Linked DNA regions of Danio rerio: region 2 is linked to region 1. Evidence: chromatin contacts called from public Micro-C data. All regions are on one chromosome and are shown on one strand. The core of a region is the stretch at or near the end of the contact, and the rest is flanking DNA. Distances in the headings are between cores, read along the strand shown. Region 1 holds the start of pdgfab (platelet-derived growth factor alpha polypeptide b). Region 2 overlaps prkar1b (protein kinase, cAMP-dependent, regulatory, type I, beta).

Region 1 (2,700 bases), core at 193-2,692:
CAAACGCGCATCAGTTACAAGAAGTACACTCCTTAAAGTTGATAAATCATCCGGAATAACTGTTTATTTATCACATGTATGCATGCATTTCAACAATAATACAACACATCATGCGATATTAAGTATATTTAAGTACATAAGCAGCTAAAATAAGGTTTTCCTCAGATTTCAATAAGCAAAATAACTTATCTAAATTAGGCTACTCCTCATTAAAATGATGCGCAGTGCCATTTGACGAAAACAGCTCAAGTACATCACATCAGAGTCTCCTCTGTTTGTATGTTTCTATGATATTTTGAAGTTTTGACAGAAGAGGGCGATCTTCAATAGTCAACCCCCTTCCCATGATTTTGTACAGTAAAAACAGCAGGGACATTAGTAGAAATAGATATTGTACACGAGGCCAGTAAGTGACCATGAGTGAAGCTTGGAAAATGGCATTTCATAATCTATCTATCTATCTATCTATCTATCTATCTATCTATCTATCTATCTATCTATCTATCTGCATAAATAAATATAAAATGAAACGGACCACTTCGTCAGGTAGCCTAATAAATGCATAAATATGTAAATGCTGTCGCAAAATATTTCAGATATCTATATTTTTATGACATGTTCACACGCAAACACAGCTGAACTGATATCATAAACTATGGATCTTACATGCACTTGGGATCATAGCATGCAAAGATCGTTTATTATATACCATAATGCGAATACACCTCATAAATGTACACATTGAGGGAACTGAACCGATTTATAGCTTTATGATGAAATATGAGGTTGATTATATAAACTCGGCGACCTGATTTGGTGTGACAAGACAATCCAGAACATGTTGGATGTAACAAGTGCTTCTTTCTCATTTCTGTGAGCTCTTTACCTCAGCAGCTGCCAGCAGAAGGTGCGAGGTGAGGAGCAGAAAGCAGCAGAATAGGGTTCTCATCTCCTTCCAATGTCAATTTCCCACCCAGCAAGAAAGATGAAGACTGTAGGAGCTTTGGATCCGCTCCTGAGCTCAGAGAGTCCAGAACCATACCTTGAAGATATCTCTCTATAAATGACCCGATGCACCAGCTCAAGTCTAAAGAGGAAAAAAAAAATCCGAGCTGGAGCTCCAGGTGTTGGTCCAAATGCTGGAGAAGAAGAAAAAGATCTCAAAAGTTGCAAAAGGTCGTCATGGCTGTCCAACAATCCGAATAGTTAAAGCCTTTTGCATTGCCTATGCCAATTAATGAAGAATAAAACTCTTTGGGAAACTTCAGAAGAGTTTAGAAGTGAGTCCATGCACCTCATGTGGAGCTCAGCACCGGCTCTTCCAAAAGTGGCTCGTCATGCGGTGAAAGTACAATCCTAGCAGGTTAGTATCCATGAATAAAGCAAGGAGGGGAAGAGCTCAGAGCTGGTCTTGTTGTCAGGAGCTCGTGCACTGAATGCTGTCTCATGCGCGTCTGATCTGCGGAATATATGCGCCTCCCCTCGCGCTCCGGTAATCACCGATGAGCGCTCGAGGAGGCGGTTGGCTGGAGCTGCATGTCAGATTTAACCCTTCAACCCCTTATTGAGGCGCTCCGATCTTACATCTGAGCCTAGTTTACAATGTGACAGCTGAAACGGGTCATCTTAGTAATCATGCCAGAGTATGCAAACTTTCACCAATCTACATGGCCTCGAATTATTTCATATTGCTTTCTTTACGCTGTCTTCAACGGAAAAGTAGACTAGCAAACAATTTCTGCACTCTAAATGTGAAGAAACCTCATGTTAGGAAATTTATTTACAGCAGCTTATCTAATAGAGTGCAGTGATTTACATTTGATTTTATTGCACTGTTCTTTGATTTGTTAAAACACGTTACACTTGTTAAAAATAGTACATGTATATATATTATGAAGAATTAATTTAATTAATTGGGCGCATTTAAAGTCCACATGAAATCAAAATGTGCAATATCTATTTTGCTAGCGCACCTTCCCAGGTAGCTAGAGCAAAAATTCTGGCCCAGATTTGGCATAAAGCTGGCACAGCAGGCATTCGTCCATCCAGTGTTCTGACGATCTGTGCTACCTCCTCAGAATGTGCTACCGGTAGCTCAATCTGTCATGTTTCATCTACCAAAACAGGGTTAGCACATCCGTTCAGCTTTTAATGTCTATCAGGATGAACTACCACATTAAATAAAGATGTAAAAACAGGGGTAGCACATAGTCATCTTCAAATGTCTATCGAAATTAACTACTGGACAATTTAGAAAAAGGCGTAGCAGCTTCAAATGTCTATCAAAGTGAACTACAACCTTATTTTTTGTTTCATTATTTTTATATTTAATTTGTTTATTAGAGTGGTCATTCATTCCGATTGACATTTGAAGCTGAAAAAATGCGCTATACCCTGTTTTTACACCCTTTTTTTAGATGAACTATGACAGATTGAGCTACCAGTAGCACATTCTGAGGAGGTAGCACAGGTTGTCAGAACACCGGCACTGGCATTCAGCATGTGGGCCAAACATGGTTCAGTTTTGGCAGAGGTAGCAATGTCTGTAAGGTGGCACACAAGACTTGGCATATATATCAATAGTATTTGGCCCAGATGTTACAAATTTATAGGTTGGCCACGTAAGTGTGTGTGTGGACTATCTTGACCCTCTTTTACAATTCTTTTCATCAGCATGGACCTTTTGAGCTAGACTTTAAT
Region 2 (2,700 bases), core at 100-2,599, 140 kb after region 1:
ATGCACACAGTGAAGATGCAGCACGACGCCTCAGCATTTCTGCTGTCTGCTAAGTTGCTAATATCAAAATGAAAATAGGCAGTTGCTTAAGTCATGTTTTCTTACTTCATGTTTTCTACTTAATATTGAGGAAAAGCCCCAATCAGATAGGCGAATGTCAGCAGCCCCGACTCCGATTTTCCCCATCCACATTGAGACGGAGCAGCAGCGTTTTAGAATGAAAACGCTCCGTTTTTGGCGCTCGAAAACTCCAGCGTAGTGTGGACGGATGGTGTAACCGTAGCAAAACTTATGCGTTTTAAAACGAAAACGTATTAGTGTAAACGGGGCCTCAGTTTCCTGTTCTAAGCTGACAGGAGTGGCAACGAGTGTGATCAGAACACCTTAGTAACTACTTAGAAACACCTTAGCAACAATCTAGGATGAGACAAGGCCAGGATTTCATTTAAAAATATCTTCTTTTGTTTTCTGAAGATAAACAAATGTCTGTGTGCAAATTAACGAGTTTTCATTTTTGTGTGAACTAACACTTTAAAGGACCACATCTAGACATAGTAAACATAGTAAAAGTTGTGTATTTTAAAAGGCAAACGCACTAAACATATCTGGCGTCTCGATACTACTGCTGTTTATAGAGGATGAGAGAGCTCTAGGATTTCATCTGAAGTATCTTTGTTTGTTTTCTGAAGATGGATTAAAACAACACGACGGTAAATAATTAATAACAGAGTTTTCATTTTTGTGAGAACCAACCCTTTAAATAACCACAATTAGACATAGTATATACAGTAAAACGTTTGTATTTTAAATCGCAAACGCACTAATTGTATTGATAACATTGCTGTCTACGAAGGATGGGAGAGCTCCAGGATTTCATCTAAAGTATCTTCTTTTGTGTTCTGAAGATGAATGAAGGTCTGAGTAGATTAAAACAACACGATGGTGAGAATTTAATAACAGTTTTTATTTTTGTAAGAACTAACCTTTTAAAAAAAAACACGATTAGACATAGTAAACGTAGTAAAAGTTGTGCGTTTTAAAACGCAAACGCACTAAATGCATCTGGAGTCTCATTAACATTGCTGTCTATGGAGGAGGAGAGAGCTCCAGGATTGCATCTAAAATATCTTCATTCGTGTTCATTCAAGATTAAAACAACACGATGGTGAGTAATTAAATAATTAAATTAATTTTTGTGAGAACTAACCCTTTAAATATCCACAATTTGACATAGTAAACAACGAGAAAGTTGTGCATTTTAAAACGCACTAAACGTATCTGGAGTCTGTGAATTGGGTGTATGCAATAAGTGTTATGTCACCCGCAGCTTTCTAGTTTCCCCTGCCTAAAACAGACTGGGTGAAAATAAACCTGCTGTTAAAGACCTGAGCTGTGTGTGTGGCCTATCAGCAAGTCTGCGCTATTTTAAAAAAGCTCTTCTGAATGAAAGCTTCACCATCAGCGCCATTCCTGCTCCAATATAAGAAATGCTGTGGCAGAAAAGATCAGCGGTGATTTAATGATGACTGATTTAGTGGAGCTTTATCAACAAGTTCATTAATAATCGGACGCACTTTGTTGTGTCTAAAGATGTTCACTGTCCATCACCACTGGGATATGAGAGCAAAGGCCAGAGGCTGAAGGGTAAGAGGTCAGAGGTCGAAGGCCAAAAGGGTCATTACTCGCTGCTTAATTGGTGGATTACCCCAGCTGCATGCTCTACATACACATTGGGATTAGCTAAATATGAGATGCTACAGTTTTTACTAAAAAAGTATTTTTAAAAATAGCTAAAATAAAATTTGATGACTTGAATTAGTAAAATAGTAATAAATAAATATCATGTCTTACCAAATAAATACCAAAATAAATATAAATGCTTGAAATAGTTTGATTTAAAAAAAAAAAAAAAACATTTACAACACTGGAAACGTAATTAATTTTAGGAATTAATATCGAACTGTAATGCTTAATATTTAGTAAATATGATCCTTTACGCAAAATAAAATAGCTTTATAATTATTGCTACATGTTTTACCACTTTAATACTAAAGAAAATGGATATTTAGTTTTTAACACAATTTTTTAAATATGCTATTATTTTAAATTACAAATAATTAGTGATAACTATAAAATTTTACTACATAATGTTTAGTGTAATAACATATAATAAAATGTAATATAAAATAATAAAATAAATCAAAATAAAATAGAACTAAAAAATAAAATGTATATTTAGTTTTTAATAATGATTGTAATATGTTTTTACTGAATTAATAGTTAAGACAAATATATAAACTTACTGCATGTTTAGAAAATATGATTCTTACAATAAATTAATTAAATATTTAAGTAATAAATAAATAAATTAAATAATTAATGATAAATATACATTTCAACTGTTTAGAGAGTGAATATTGTATATTGAGTTGAAGTCAGAATTATTAGCCCCCTTTGATTTTTTTTTCTTTTTTTAAATATTTCCCAGATGATATTTAAGAGGGCATAGACATTTTCACAGTACGTCTGATTATAGTTTTTTTTCTAGATAAAGTCCTATTTGTTTTATTTCAGCTAGAATAAAAGCAGTTTTTAATTTTTAAACGCCAGTTTAAGGTCATTTTAAGCCCCTTTAGGATATATATTTATTTTGATAGTCTACAAAACAAACCATCATTAAACAATAACTTGCCTAATTAC

The links. A called contact is a pair of places that touch in the nucleus more often than the background predicts.
Region 2: a contact with region 1 is called in a Micro-C map of caudal fin, with 19 times the contacts expected there. The contact joins the enhancer-like site here to the promoter of pdgfab in region 1. A contact is called at or near these places in 3 of 18 Hi-C or Micro-C datasets (caudal fin, hematopoietic stem cells and an unstated tissue) and 1 of 4 datasets of contacts at active chromatin or transcription factors (caudal fin).

The regions. Positions count from the first base shown.
Region 1 is chr3:11,476,581-11,479,280 of GRCz12tu, forward strand. pdgfab (platelet-derived growth factor alpha polypeptide b) reads right to left here and starts at 1,443. Exons shown (of 7, transcript NM_001076757.1): 1 at 887-1,443. The coding sequence starts at 949. All of the region lies in intron 2 of LOC141381148, which reads right to left.
Region 2 is chr3:11,618,977-11,621,676 of GRCz12tu, forward strand. All of the region lies in intron 4 of prkar1b (protein kinase, cAMP-dependent, regulatory, type I, beta), which reads right to left. All of the region lies in intron 1 of LOC141381148, which reads right to left. Among named protein-coding and RNA genes, the nearest start is that of prkar1b, 35 kb to the right of the region's middle. Within about 2 kb of position 1,350, at least 5 of the 62 cell types and tissues checked have an H3K27ac peak or open chromatin away from gene starts, as enhancers often do.